Regions from separate parts of the Mus musculus genome. Here regions 1, 2 and 3 are each linked to region 4. The links are chromatin contacts, called in public Hi-C and promoter capture Hi-C maps. All regions are on one chromosome and are shown on one strand. The core of a region is the stretch at or near the end of the contact, and the rest is flanking DNA. Distances in the headings are between cores, read along the strand shown. Region 1 holds the start of U2surp (U2 snRNP-associated SURP domain containing). Region 2 holds the start of Gk5 (glycerol kinase 5 (putative)). Region 3 holds the start of Pls1 (plastin 1 (I-isoform)). Region 4 holds the start of Morf4l1 (mortality factor 4 like 1).

Evidence for each region. Promoter capture Hi-C pulls out the DNA fragments that hold promoters and counts their contacts. Hi-C and Micro-C count contacts between places; a contact is called where the count stands out from the background.
Region 1: a contact with region 4 is called in a Hi-C map of B cells, with 6 read pairs. The contact joins the promoter of U2surp here to the promoter of Morf4l1 in region 4. A contact is called at or near these places in 3 of 39 promoter capture datasets (the C10 cell line, cranial neural crest and pre-B cells) and 2 of 484 Hi-C or Micro-C datasets (B cells and CD4 T cells).
Region 2: a promoter capture Hi-C map of pre-B cells shows a contact between it and region 4, with 5 times the contacts expected there. The contact joins the promoter of Gk5 here to the promoter of Morf4l1 in region 4. A contact is called at or near these places in 3 of 39 promoter capture datasets (cranial neural crest, frontonasal cranial neural crest and pre-B cells).
Region 3: a contact with region 4 is called in a promoter capture Hi-C map of cranial neural crest. The contact joins the promoter of Pls1 here to the promoter of Morf4l1 in region 4. A contact is called at or near these places in 1 of 39 promoter capture datasets (cranial neural crest) and 1 of 484 Hi-C or Micro-C datasets (CD4 T cells).

What each region holds. Positions count from the first base shown.
Region 1 is chr9:95,510,368-95,513,790 of GRCm38.p6, forward strand. It overlaps U2surp (U2 snRNP-associated SURP domain containing), which reads right to left and starts at 1,629. Exons shown (of 28, transcript NM_001357974.1): 1 at 1,450-1,629. The coding sequence starts at 1,494.
Region 2 is chr9:96,117,665-96,121,187 of GRCm38.p6, forward strand. Gk5 (glycerol kinase 5 (putative)) reads left to right here and starts at 1,765. Exons shown (of 16, transcript NM_001368879.1): 1 at 1,765-1,948. The coding sequence starts at 1,787.
Region 3 is chr9:95,844,016-95,847,471 of GRCm38.p6, forward strand. Pls1 (plastin 1 (I-isoform)) reads right to left here and starts at 1,264. Exons shown (of 16, transcript NM_001033210.3): 1 at 1,156-1,264.
Region 4 is chr9:90,112,831-90,116,501 of GRCm38.p6, forward strand. It overlaps Morf4l1 (mortality factor 4 like 1), which reads right to left and starts at 1,990. Exons shown (of 12, transcript NM_024431.3): 1 at 1,706-1,990. The coding sequence starts at 1,745.

The DNA.
Region 1 (3,423 bases), core at 379-2,878, 5.4 Mb after region 4:
TATTCTCTTAGAAAAAAGTCTGAACACATACTTTGAAAAGCTTTCAATCTACCCAGGCCTCATGCAGGAAATACTAAATGCTTTGAGAAGAATATCAAAACAAATTGTAACTATGGATGTGGGTACCTGTCCTGGTCACGGGTCTGAAAGGAGGAGTGGCATCATGAGGTACCCCTTCATTCACCTGCTCCCCCAGAAAGGGAAGGAGGGGAAAAACTACTGGAGAAAAAGGAAGCTGACTTACAGTAAAGGTCTGGTGTAAGGACAACCAGAACTGGGCCCTCCCATAGTTCTGAAGAATGTCTAGTAAGACCTTTACTACTTGCTAAGTAAATCTGGGGCAATCATTCAGCAAAATGGCAAAAATTTAAAAATTAACAAATAAATAAACGTCAGCCTTATTAGAAAGAGAGCAAGTTTGGTTTGTTTCTCAAACCAAACAGCAAATGCAAACAGATAATCATACACTTTACGTTCCGAGACTCTTTAAATGTTATCCAACTCCTTATCTCTGCATCTCAAGCCTCGCCACTGGTTTATGGCAGTACTTAGGCATCTTTAATACCGAGATGGGGACGAGAATCTCCAAGCAAAATAATCCAAAATAGATAAGTAAATAAATGGGATTAAACACGCTGGCCAAAATGGCAACTAACACCAATTGTTAACCCAACCTTACTAACGCTTAATTACAGTTCAACGGTTTCCCAAGCAATGCACAGGGCTCCCTATAAACTCACATGTAAGGGCATTTGGGCAATTTCCACGTCTACCGTAGTTTCCCTTTCCAATGGAAACCCCACATACTGCTTGAGACCCTGAGTCTGCGGCCCTCAAGAGGGATGTTGTTCACTTTTCACTTCCCGGGAAGTGGGAGGAAAATCACATGGGAAGTGTGGCTCTAACCCTGAGGCTCAGAGAGCGGCTCCCTCCGCACGTCCCAACCCCAGGCCCTCCACTGGCGGGTCTCTCGCACACCCTTGCAACCCGTCCAGCCTAATTTCCTGGACGGCAAGGAGAGAAACCGTGTAAGGCCAGGAACGAGTAAGAGCCAAAGTAAAGAAGGGAGGACGAGGGGGGAAGAAACAGGCATCTAAGACCGGGAACCTTCCCGCCTCTCCCAGCCTCTAGCCCGCAGCCTCCGAGAGCAGCAAGGGGTGATACAAGGACGCCGGACCACCTCGGAACCACTGCTCTGACCCACAAAGCCGAACGAGGTGACCAGCCCCGCTCGCCACCAGGCACGCTGGTGTGGGGCTGAATCCCAGTCGGGACGGACGCGCGCTCGGGCCTCTCAACCTGCGCACCTTGGTGCAGCGGTGCCAGGCCCACTGTGGCCAACAGGCCTCAGCCCCTCGCCCCAGGAAACCCTCGAAGGCCAGAGGCTTCTGTAGGCCCTCGACCACGGTGAGAGACCCCCCTGACTGACGGAGATCTCTAAGAAACTACCTTTGAACTGGCCTTCTGAGATCCGCCTGGCGTTTTGTCGGCCATCTTGAGCTTTGCTCCTCCTTCAGCGGAGGCAGCAGCGCGGGTGAGTCGAGCACCGAGAGAACAGATAGCAGCCGAGCGCGCCAGAAAGGCTGCCAGGCCGAATAGCCGAACGCCGAGACGGAGACCTCCGCGGCGCCGGGGCCGCGTGACTTCCGCGTCGAGGCGCTTTTACGCGCCCCGCCCACCCCGCTCGCCTTCCGGTGAATTGCGGCGCCCAGTCACGTCACGCGCCTGCGGAATTTAGGGACTCTCCTTGACCCGACTTTCAAGGCCAACTGATAATTCAGTCATTTTCCTCCCAGAGCCAACCGGCGTTAGATGCGAGCGGGTTCTACTTCCTGAGGGGGGAAGGAAGCTGCTCTTTTAAAGCAACTGCAGTAGCCACGTGAGCCGAGCGTCTCACCTCAGCTGATGAGGCAGTTCGTCGAGACACTTTGCCGCACGATCCCCCAGGGGGCACAGGCCTTGGTGGCAAGGCAAATTTGCAATCTGCTCACGTTAAAAAATGGTGAGCAGTGACTTCAGAGTTGAGAAAAAACAGGGAAATAGGATAAAAACTGTTTAGGACGTCGGAGCATGGTACCTGCATAGACTGGGCATGGAGTTGGGGAGGGATGGATCGTAATATAGACGCTGTTCTAAAACGAGCATGTTTATTGTTACTGTGCAGTACAGGCACGCCCTAGCAACTGTGGGGAGGTTAAAGGACAGTTTGAAGGAGTTGGTGGGATTTGGGGATCGAAATGAGGTTGGCAGGTTTGCTCAGCAAGTGCCTTTTTCCCTCTGAGACTTCTGGCTACCCGCACCTATTTCTTTGAAGCATAGTCGCAAAAGTTGTGTAGCAGAAGATAGCCTTGAACTGCTGATTTTCCCGCCTCAGGTCCTGGGAATTAGTCTTGGGCCACCATGTCTAAGCTTTTTGTTAATTGAAGGGAAGCGGGGAATGAGTAAGTTTGGTTTGATTTGGGTTTTTCCAGTTTGTCGGCATTCCACCCCTGGCTGTCCCTGTGCTGTAGACCAGGCTGACCTCAAACTCGGAGATCTGTCTCCCAAGTGCTGGGAGAAAACGTGTGTGCCATCACCTAGATTTCAGTTACAGATAAGGGTCAGACCTAGAGAAGAGGCTCAGAATTGGAGATGTGTGACAGGACCTGAGAATGGAAATAAATTCATTTGGGCTGGAGGGCACAGAACCGTATTATACTGTACTTTCATGCATAGCAACCGTTACTTTCTGATCGTTGGCTTCCTGTTACTACGGTTTCTATCTCTGGTACCTGGCTTATTTATACCTCATCGCCTACCACCAGATTTTATTGATATTTATTTATTTATTTATTTTGGTTTTTTCAAGACAGGGTTTCTCTGTGTAGTCCTGGCTGTCCTGGAACTCACTCTATAGACCAGGCTGGCCTCGAACTCAGAAATCTGCCTGCCTCTGCCTCCCAAGTGCTGGGATTAAAGGCGTGTGCCACTACCGCCCTGCTTATTGACCTTTTTAGAGAGTTCAGCAATGTAGCCTCCTAGACTAATGCTTCCCTGGTCGCTCCCCCACCCCCTTCACTATACCCCCATCAACCAAAAAATAAACTTCAACTTCTGTATGGTAAATGTACTTGCTTCTGTGACTCCGTCTCCTGAGCCTACTCCTACTCTCAGAGTTCATTCTTTCTTTCAGTTCCCTCCCCTACTGCTCCTTTCTTCAGTGTCAGTTATATACAGGGTTACTTTGCAATCTCCTTATTCCCAAGTTTTACACTGTACAGCCTTATGTCTGTCTCTGTAAGTCACAATACTGTGGAGGCTTTTATATATTAAAAACAGCAGGGTTCCAATAATAAATTCGGAACAGATTGTGAAACCTACTTTACAGCATTCATATCACAGCTTTATTTAAAATATTTGTATTTAGGGTTCTCTAGGGTCACA
Region 2 (3,523 bases), core at 515-3,014, 6.0 Mb after region 4:
TTTTTAAGATCTGCTCTTTCACACTTTAGAAACTGCTGATGTTTGACCTTACGAAAATGATCACAAAGTCGCAGAGTATAAAACCCCCAAGAAATACCTCTGTGAGAAGTACACCAACTGTTAACACTGCCTACACTGAACTTTTCTTAGTTGTAAGCAGGGAAACTAATGGCTAACTGTATGAATAAGCTTGACTAGGTTACTTGTACATTGCTGTGGGAGGTGTAGTTTAGATGTGATTGACATTTAAATCTGTATCCCCAGTAAAGATATCACACACACACACACACACACACACACACACACACACACATGACTGAGCTTCCCCCGATTAGTTGAACACCAGGCAAGCTTTGGAAAAGGGCAAAGGCAAGCTTCGGGAAGGAGGAAATCAAAACTGTAAGCATGGAAGTGTGCCTTCTTTTCCAGGCTGCCAGCAGGCCCTACAAGTTTCTAAGCTTGCCTGGACCTACAACCAATTCTTTAAAGTTTCTTTCCCTCAGGAACTGGGAGAGATAGCTCCGTAGGTAATGTGCTTGCCAGTCAAACATGAGGACCAGAGTTTGGTGCCTATTCACGACAAGAGCATATAGAATCCTAGGGAGCCTTTGGTCCTAGTAAGAGATTGCCTTGAGGAACAAGGTCAAACTTCAGTTGTGGCTCTCAGGTTCTGGCTCTGCCTTCCCTCTGGTATTTGTACAGTTTCAGTTTCTCAAGAGAATCGGACAGCATAGGACTATTAGTCATGCATACAACGCTGGAAAGTCTCTCTCTCTCTCTCTTTCTCTCTCTCTCACACACACACACATTCATGCATGACCAATTGGTCACCAACGATATAGGGCAGACCTGTGCCAGATGGTGCAAATAGGCATTGCTGTGTAGAGACAGACTATTAAGAGAAGCCACAAACAAACAAAAATAAATATGGTGTTCACAGTCAAGCTTCAAGTGACAACCCAAATCCAACTTGGCAAATCTCTGGGAAGCAAGTAGGCTAACAGAGTAATATAAACAAGAAAATATTCCTTTAAGCTGATAAGCTACCCACAAAACATTCTCACGAAATTTAAACTTTGTGTCGCGGCAAAGGCCCTTTAGTGCCATACAAAACTTGGACATCTATTCATCGTTGTGTAATACATGCAAGCTTTTCTGGGAAGACTTCATGAGGAACCTCCTATACTTTTGAATGTCTTCCCACGGACTGGAAAGATGGCTCACTGGTTAAGAGCACTAGTTGCTCTTGCTGAAGACCGGGGTTTGGTTATCATTGCCTACATGGAAGCTTGCAATCGTCGGAGGTCCTCTTCTGACTTCTACATGCATCAGGCACATGTGGCTCACACACATAAATACAGGCAAAAAACTAAGTGAACATGAAAAAAAGTTTAAAATTTTTTCATCTCACTTGATTTTTCCTAACAGATATTCGTAAAAAAGTAATCTGGGCTAGAAGGGAACTAAAAAGTTTCAAAGTAACGGTCGCTGAACGGTGACATCCAGTACAGCGCTGCGGTAAACGCCATCTTTGCCAAATTCCCACGAGCTGCTCGGCGCGCTGCCCTGACGTCACGGTGCTAGGGGCGGAGCGTGGGGTAGCAAGGCTTCCCGAAGGGGCTGAACGAGGCGGGGCGGGGTCTTGTGAAGGGGCGGAGCCTAACTCGTCGAGGGGCGGGACAGGGCGCGGTGTAGGAGGGGCGGGGCCGCGAGCTCTCCGCCCGGGGTCTGGCGTTTATAGCTCCGCGCTGGCCGGCCCGTGGCGACTGCAGTGTTCGGGGTCGCGATGTCAGGGCAGCAGGAGCGTGCAGAGCGGCAGCGAGAGGAACTGAGCGCGTCGGCCTCGCCGCCCTCCCGCTTCGTGCTGGGGCTGGACGTGGGCAGCACGGTGATCCGCTGCCACGTCTATGACCAGACGGCGCGAGTGCGAGGCTCCAGCGCGCAGAAGGTGACTAGGCGCGGCGGGAGGGTCTCGGGATCTGACTGCACCCTAGCTCTTCCTGCACCTCTGGGGGGCTCGGGCCGGCGTGGCCCGGTGTCTGTCTCTCGCTTCCTGTCCCGCGGGACTCAGCGCTCTAGCTTTACCTGGGTGGAACCGAGGTGACTCTCGGGGCAGCGCGGGCAGATTGTGTATATGTGGACAGAAGGTGGTTAGTGATTTGCGTGGTTTTTCTGCACTTCCTCGTCGACCTTTTATGCCTTTTAGCTCTTCAGATTTTGATGGAATATAAAACTGTGGGTTTTTTTTTTTCGGTTGTGTTATTTAAACAATTCGTTGCATTTATTATTTGTGTATCTGTGTGTGCTCGCGTGCTATATGGCACACATTTAGGAGTCAGAGGACAACTTTCTTGGGCATCGGTTTTCTCCTTCCACCATGTTGGCCCGGTCCCTAGGATTGAACTCAGGTCTTCAGGCTTGGCAGAAGTACTTTTACCGCCAAGCCACCTTACTGGTTGCGTTCGTAAAAGTGCTAGGTCCTCACATTAACATTTAACTTCCATGGATATTGGAGACACTGAGCACATTTTGAAAGCTTTGTTATCCTTATTTCTTTCCATCTTTGAGAATTCATTAAAAAGTATCTTCTGGCTTGAGAAGCCTGCCAAAGCATTGGTTGGTCTTTGTTAGCAAAGCCTTAAACCTCAGATGATACTAGTTAACAGCCAACCCCCATTTTAATAAAGCGCTAATTTCTATACAGTGGTCAATGCAGTTGATTGAGTGTAGTGTTCTTATTTACTCCTTTAAATACTAGCATTTTCTAATGTTTAAAATATTAGCGAAGGGATATGAGAGCCATTTAACTTCTTCCTTACAGCACTGGGCTCCCCCCTTTTTTCCCTGTGCTATCCTACATCGACTAGGGTAAAAGTTAAGTAGTGACTGCCTTAAGAATTTACTTTGAGGAAATAGACTAGACGTTCCCTTCAGGGATCTGAGCTAGGAGGTGAGTTGCAGCAACTGCGCTGCTCGCTCTCTCTCTGGCCAGCTGTGTCGGAACACTGCCCACCCACTCAGTCCATCCCTGTCCCAACCTTTAAGGACAGGTCTAAGGCACATACTGAGCTCTTGTCGTATTGCAAGTCTTTATCACAAACACAACGATACTTCTTAGTTTTTCTTACAATTCTAGTCACAAAGTACTTTTGCTGAAACGGTGCATTTTAAATTTTTTTTTTTTAATTAAGGAATGAGAGTTTGGTTCAGGAAGGAGATGGCTCAGCAGGTAAAGAGGACTTCCCAGTCCTCCCTCCTAAGCTTGGATCCCTGAGATGGACAGGGAGAAAGGAGAGCATAGGTTGCCCTCTGTCCTCGGCACTTTAAACTGGCACAAGTGTGCTCCCTACCCTGAAGTAAATATGAAATTTGATAAATTTTTAAGAAGTTGGTAGGCAATACAGCTGCATAGTTGTTGCACAATTTAAGGAAATTTGATTTTTAGAAAGTATTGGGGTTTGGTGGTACATACCTTTAATTCCAGGGCCTGGGAGATAGAGGCAGATGGGTCTCTGAGTTCAAG
Region 3 (3,456 bases), core at 14-2,513, 5.7 Mb after region 4:
TTGGCCCTGAGGGGCGAGCGCGGGCAGAGCAAGTCATCTAACCTCCCTGGTCTCAGCTTTCTCATTTGTAAACTGAAGCAGCTGAACTGGCTGACCTCAGAGGTCCCTCGGAACAAAACCAGACCAACTGTATATTATTTCGACCATTAAAACCCTCACGGCAGGAAAATAAAGGGAAGGGGGGGGGGTCTTCTGTGATCTCTTTTCTAGTTTGTTTTTTCCTCCTCAACTTCAATTTTCCGTTTCCTACACTTACTACGGTCACGTGCCTCTCGCATCACAAATTTAACACTTTCCTATAGAATTTCACTAATGAATTAAGTTTAAAGAGGAGTTGGTTACAAGAGGTGGGGCGTGGAATTAAATGCCCTTGCTTCACCTTTGTGGGGCCAAAACATTGGTCTCTGTATTCATCCTGAAATTCTAGTTATGATTCCACATTCCTCCAACAAAGAAATGTTCATTCCGTGTTGGCCCCATACAGTCTACAACAGCTTTGAGGTAGGATACATGTCTGTATAAGTCACACAATGTAAATAACTAGGAAAGTTTTTCTTTTCAATACTACTCATTGAAGCCTGGGATGGGGGTAATAATGTTAAAAATGGGTTTCTGTATTTTGTTTTGGTATTTTTTTCTTTTTAATTTTTAAAGCTTATACTCGAAAATGCAGCCTGCTGAATCGCACAAAATTCTTGGCACTTTCCCCTAAGACTGACATTTCTTGCACTGCATCCAGAGGCCCCAGGGCTCCTGGAAAGGCACTTAAGTCCAGCAAACACGGATGCAATTTCATTCTGTCCCTACATTCGCCTGTGCACCAGAGGCGAACACAGTAACACAACTTAAGAGACACACCAACGGATCAGAAAAACCTCTTCAACAGCCACGCAAAGTTTAAACCAGAAAACTTAGTACCCTCCCTTCCTAGATGCAGGGTATCACGATGTGCTTCCTGGGCTGGGGCTTAAGCAGCGACACACAGGACTTCACACCTGAGCGCAAGACTCCGCCGCAGGGCAGGAGCGCGCCCGCAGGTGTCGGAGGAACCCGGAGCCCTCGCCGAGCGCCGCTAAGCCAAGCTTGCCTTTCCTGCCCGGCCTCCCCCTCCTGACCCACGCCCGCTTGTGCGTTCAGGCACCCAGCCCCCGGTACCTGCGGCGGCCGTTCGGCAGCTCCTGCCCGGGATCCCCGCGCCCGCTGGTCTGGTCCGCTCCGCTGCGGCTGCCACTCACCCGCCTCCTTGCTCCTGCGCTCGCGCCACTGCGCATGCTCGTCCCGCACCCCCACCCGCACGCTTGAAATCCACTCGCCAGGTTTTAGTTGCTGCACCCAGGGGAGAGGCCACCAGATCTTTGCAGTCAGGTGAAAGGAGGCTTGCAGGAGCTAACTAAAGAGGTTTGTGTTGAGGTTGGGGGATGGAAGATGGGGAAGTGGACCCGCGCTGCAGGGGCGTCATCCCTGCTGCCCACGCTTCACTCAGCCTAATTACAACTGTCTGCACCCCTGAAATGAGTTTTAGCACGGTGGTTCTCAAACAAGGGGGCCTCAGGTTTTTGTTCAAACAGCTCTCAAACCCAGAGTATCCGCATCTTTTATCTGAATGCTGGATGTTTCTAATGTGTTCTCAGAACACTAGTATGCATAGCACTTTTGAAAACTACAGCTCACAAGGTAAGATAATTATTAAAGTAAAACAATTTCTCTCATCCTTCTCCCTTCTGGGGAATTCAGATGATCCTTCCCTCTTTATTAAACAGCCACACCTATTTAAAATAAATAACCAAAGCCCACACTCAAACAAAGGCAGGACCTTTTTCCAACAACATCTGAGTCAAGCCAACGGAACGCAGCTTCAAGGGCTCTTGTGTGCTTTTCTGGTAGCATGATCCACAGGTGTGCAGGGTACTTTTGCTGTCCTTTGACCTAAGGTCCTAGGTGACCCTTGGCCCTGTAGTCCTGAACTGATGCAGAACAGGTAGCAATCAGGCCGGTAGGAATGTGGCTTCAGTACACTGAAACTGTTTAAAGTCCAAAAGAATTGGTTGGGCCAAAGAGGAGTGAGCTAAGGACTTCTCCGTGCCTAGAAAATCCCATAACCCAGAAAGTCCAATAAATAACGTTTTTGTCTGAGTGCAGATGTACAAGAGGAATTGTGTTCTCTCAAAATATTTACTTAAACATGTATGTACAACATGACTTAGCCATTTCATTCTTAGCTCTTGTCCAAGATAAACTAAAGCATATCACATAGAGGCTTGAATACTGATGTAGTAGCTTCCTTCTCTTTTTCTGTAGCCACAGTTGGAAGGAATTGACTGTCAAAAGCAAACGTGCTACATCAGCACAATGGACTACTACTTGGTACTAAAAGAGAATGACCGATCTAAATGCTTCACTATAGATTGCCACATCCTCCTATACCAGGAGTGAAGGAAGAAAAAGAAAACACACAGAGAGAAATGGACAGGGAAAAAAAGCTGAGATTGGGTGGTCTGGGCTCCAAGGTTGAGAAGCCACAGGGTCCTGGAGATGGTTTATGTGTAGTTTATTATGTACAGTTGAATGGGGAGGTGGGGTTATTGCGTGTAGCTGAACAAGGAGGCAGGTGTAGGGAGACTCAGTGGGAGAGCGGTGGGGCAGTCTCTGTAGGAAAGCAGTCCATGGGCAGCAATGGTGACCTTTTCAGCCCACACGACCAATGCCTGTAAATGGTCCAGAGGAAGGCTTGGCCATCCCTCTGAGCCTTTCCAGACCCAGGGAAGGCTTTGCCATCTCCACAGGGCTGACGCACTGGGGTACCTGACATGGTGAAGCCCACTCACTCAGGACTTCATTTGCTCCCTACAATAGATAAATCTCAAAATCATTATGCTGAACTGGAGAAAGCAGAGAGAAAATATATAGCGTGAAGCTTCATTTCTGTGAAGTCACACCTTGATAAGAACAAAAGCAAAGTCAGTAATTGCATGGGCCAGAGGTGGAGAACGAACGAATGAACTGCAACAAGACAATGAGAATCTTCCAGGGTCATAGAGACATTCTCTTTATTGATAATAATGATGATTTGCTGGGTGTAAAAAAAATACCAAGGCTAAAGTGGATACTTTAAACATGGAAAATTCACTTTCTATAAATTATTGCCCAATAGAATTGGAAATGATAATCAAACATACTTATATTCTATACATGTAGTGAAAACATTGACTGATAAGTCCATGAAGAAATGCAGAACCCAAATATGACATCACTTGATTTGGGGGAAGGCAAAAGAAGCTCATTCCCCTAAAGGAAGGTAAAATAGTTGGTTTTCAACCATTTGTAAAAGTAACTAGTCCCAAGACGCAACTTGTTGATGATAAAACCAAAGTGTTTCACAGAAGTTTCTCCCAAACCTAAAATAGCAAGTATATCATTAGAAATGAACATAATTATAAGCAGAATTGTAAGTGGGTT
Region 4 (3,671 bases), core at 740-3,239:
ATTTAAGCTTTTGTGCTCTGACAATCAGAAATCTATGGGCCTCTTGGCATGCTCTGCTACATAAAACATCAAATTACAAAGGAAACCAACTGTTTCGCAGAGTTGGCAAAACTACAGTGTACACCATCTTACACTATCTACAAGTGAGGACCAGCCAGCTCAGTGTCTTCCATAGTAGCTAACTCTTCACACTAGTTTTTGAGATGGTCGATTACTTTAGCTGTAGCTCACCCATGGGCTGACTGGACAATGAGCTAACAGAGATCCATCCACCTGCGCAGGTCTCCACACTCCCTGAACCTCCACTGGGTATAGAGCAACACCCCGTTCCCCATACACACACAAGAGTTTCTCTGTATAGTTCTGGATGTCCTGAAAAGCTCTAAGTAGACCAGAATGGCCTCAAACTCAGAGATCCGCCTGTCCTTGTACATCGATTAATTAAAACGTTTCGATTTGGAACTTGAGACTTTTAAAAGTCTGGCACTTTACTGGTTAAACATCCTAGAACAGGAGTTACGCAAGCGCCTGGACCCAGCATGTATGATGATAAACACAGACGGCCGTATCTGGCAGTAACAAGTTTAAAGTGTTCCTTTTTATGCTTATAGTTTTATTTCCTTTAGTATATCAGTAAATCACCTCGACAGATGAGTTGTGAGAACCGAGTAACTGCTTTCCATTAGCAGTAACCGTTCATCAGCAACGTTCTCAGTCAAAGCCAACTAATAAGCGTTAGCTTTCAAATCGCCATTAAAATCGAATACTACTACAACCAGTCAAGCAACTACTGTATTTAAAAATGACAAAGAGGCCATGCATCTCAAGATGGAAACGCCCTAAGGAGGAACTAAAAACTGTTTCCACGAGAACCGCTCGGCAGAGCACAGAGTACTTAAAGGGCCCTGGCGCACAGCTCCAAAAACAGCAAAACGATGCCCTCAGGCAACAGCAAGCCTAGGAACTCGCTCGGGCGGCTCCAGTTTTATTTTTTTTTCTGTCCCCACCCATCACTCAGAGGCAAGAGGAGGAACTGGTCTGCGCGTGATCGCCGTGCCAGGGGGCGCTGCATCTGGCCCGAAGCTGCGTGTAAGCTGCGAGACGCCGGCAGCCATGATGGCGCGGCCATCTTGCCGCGGCCATCTTACAACGCAGTTCTCCCGCCGCGGGGCGCACAGCCCACCCCCCATCCCCTGTCCTCCCAACAGCAGAACTCCACACAACGCCGAGACAGAGCCGCTCGTTTGTCCAACAGCCTCGAACCTTCGGCCCACAGTCGCCCGCGCGGCCCGCGGCCGAGAGCTAAGCGGGGAGGATGCGCTGCCGCTGCTCCCCTCCCCCACGCCACATCACCTCCCAACCGTCGCCGTCGCCATCGCTCACCCGCCCGCCGGGCACCTCCCTTCAATAGACTTTCTCCGCTCTCGGAAAAACAAACAAACAAGCGCCGAGGCTCTGCCACACGCACGGAGATGCCCTCGGCCCTGGCCGTGGCCGGGGGCTCGCTTTCGCGCCACCGAGCACTGTCGCGGATGACGCACTGAGATTACCCTCCGCAGTGCGCCTTTCCCCCTTACAAAGCAAGGCCTGCACGGTTTCCCCCGGCCGCAAGCCCCGCCGACCCCGACCCCCAAACCTCCAGCGCCCTGAGTCAGCCTCTCTCCCGTGCACCGTTAGATGCCTCTCCCCAAAGCGGCACACTCACCCTCCTGGAATTTCGGCTTAGGGTCCTGCTTGGGCGCCATTTATAAGTGATTCGCCGCCTCCTCCTTCTCCCACCACCCCCGACTACCGCCCCCTACTCTCTACCCCACCCAACTCAGCGTCAGACGCGCCGTCGGCCACAGCCAGCTCTACATCCTGGGCGCGATTTGCCAGCGCCGCCTGACCTCACAGCACCGCGACCCGCGCAGCCGCCGCCTCAGCCAACGGCTAACCGCTACGCACACAAGCCTGCGCCCGTGCCGCCCAGAGGCATGCCGGGATTGGTAGTTCGACCTCGGATGACGCCAGCAGGGTGGGGGAGGGGAGTGGGAGACAATTGCCCCCCCCCCACGCCCGCGATCCACCACCGCCCCTGTCCCCAACCCCAGCCCTCTAAGTATCCAGACCCCAGAGGCTTGTTAAAACCCAGATTTTTATTTTCTGTAGGTGACAAAGAGGAAGGAATAAGTAAATCACTAGCTAGTGACGAAAGGATGGGAAAAACTCAAGGGGGGCAGATGCTTAGATAGGAAATGAAGCCAGGTAAATGTGGTGGGGTGTTGAAGTGGCCTGAGGACAGGACTGTCTCTGCAGCCTGAGTTCCACGGCATCACCAGGACTTGGCCTAGGAGAGCGCTGGAAGCCAGAAATGAAGCTAGATGCGAGTGAGAAGGTGATCCTCTCCAGAAGCTTCGGTGTCTAGAAAGCCATGCCCTGTTTGAGGGAGTTGGGGGTTGGGAGGGGGTGGGGGTCCGGTTCCCATGACTATTTGTAGATTGCAGCTTCTGACTCTTGAAGTACTTAGTCTCACTAAAGGGGGCAAACCTGGATTGCTGTCAAAGTCAAGGTTCCATACTTAACCCCTTTGTACCATCTTTTGCCATCTTATTTCTTTGGGGTAGTATTGGATGTATACTCAAAAAAAAAAAAACCCAACCCACAACAACAACAAAACCTCTCTTCACATTGTTCCTATGTTCAAAAACTCCTTAATGTACTCTGCTGTGAAATAACACTGTACCCCTGTACCCACTAAATTACATGAATTGCACACAAAGGATCAGAGCTGTTAATTAGGGAGATAAGTCAGAAAACAGTCACCCTGATATTTGAAGCCCTTCCACACTTTGTAGCTACCTAATTATCCTAGGCAAACCTTTATGTCAAAGCCTTTTCTCTTTTCAACAGAGTCTTACTAAATATATTTAACCCTGGCTTGCCTGGAACTGGCTATATAGACTGAGAGGACCATGAACTCACAGTGTCTAGCTCCTGAAACTCTGTCTCTATTTTTTTTTCAGTTATTTTTTTTTTTTTTTTTTTTTTTGAGACCAAGTTTCTCTGTGTAGCCCTGGCTGTCCTGGAACTAGCTCTGTAGACCAGGCTAGCCAAAACTCAAACATTTACCTGCCTCTGCCTCCCAAGTGCTGGATTTAGAGGTATGCACCACCAAACCTGGTTCTGATGTACTTTAAACTACTTTGTGAAAAGTTTTCTCAGGTTACATTTCAACCAGCAAGTTGAGGATACCTGTTTTCCCACATCCTTGCCACACATGTTATTTCCACTCTCTGATTTTAAATCAACAGAAGTATGTTGTGCAGAAGAAGCTAGGTATAAGAGTGAACATTTTCATCATTGATTCAAAATCAGGACAGCAGCCAGGCAGTGGTGGCACATGCCTTTAATCCCATCACTTGAGAGGCAGGCAGATTTCTGAGTTTGAGGCCAGCCTGGTCTACAGAGTGAGTTCCAGGACAGCCAGGACTACACAGAGAAACCCTGTCTCGAAAAACCAAAAAGAAAAAAAAGAAAAAATCAGGACAGCGTTCAATTGGATGTCCAGGGTGGGTAGAGGGAGATAAATATGAAAGAGGTACTTTTCCACGGGTAACTTTGATGTCTCCATGATGTCGCCCCCAGAGTGATAGTTAATGTTTCCTTTGCTGTTCATTGTTGAACCAATA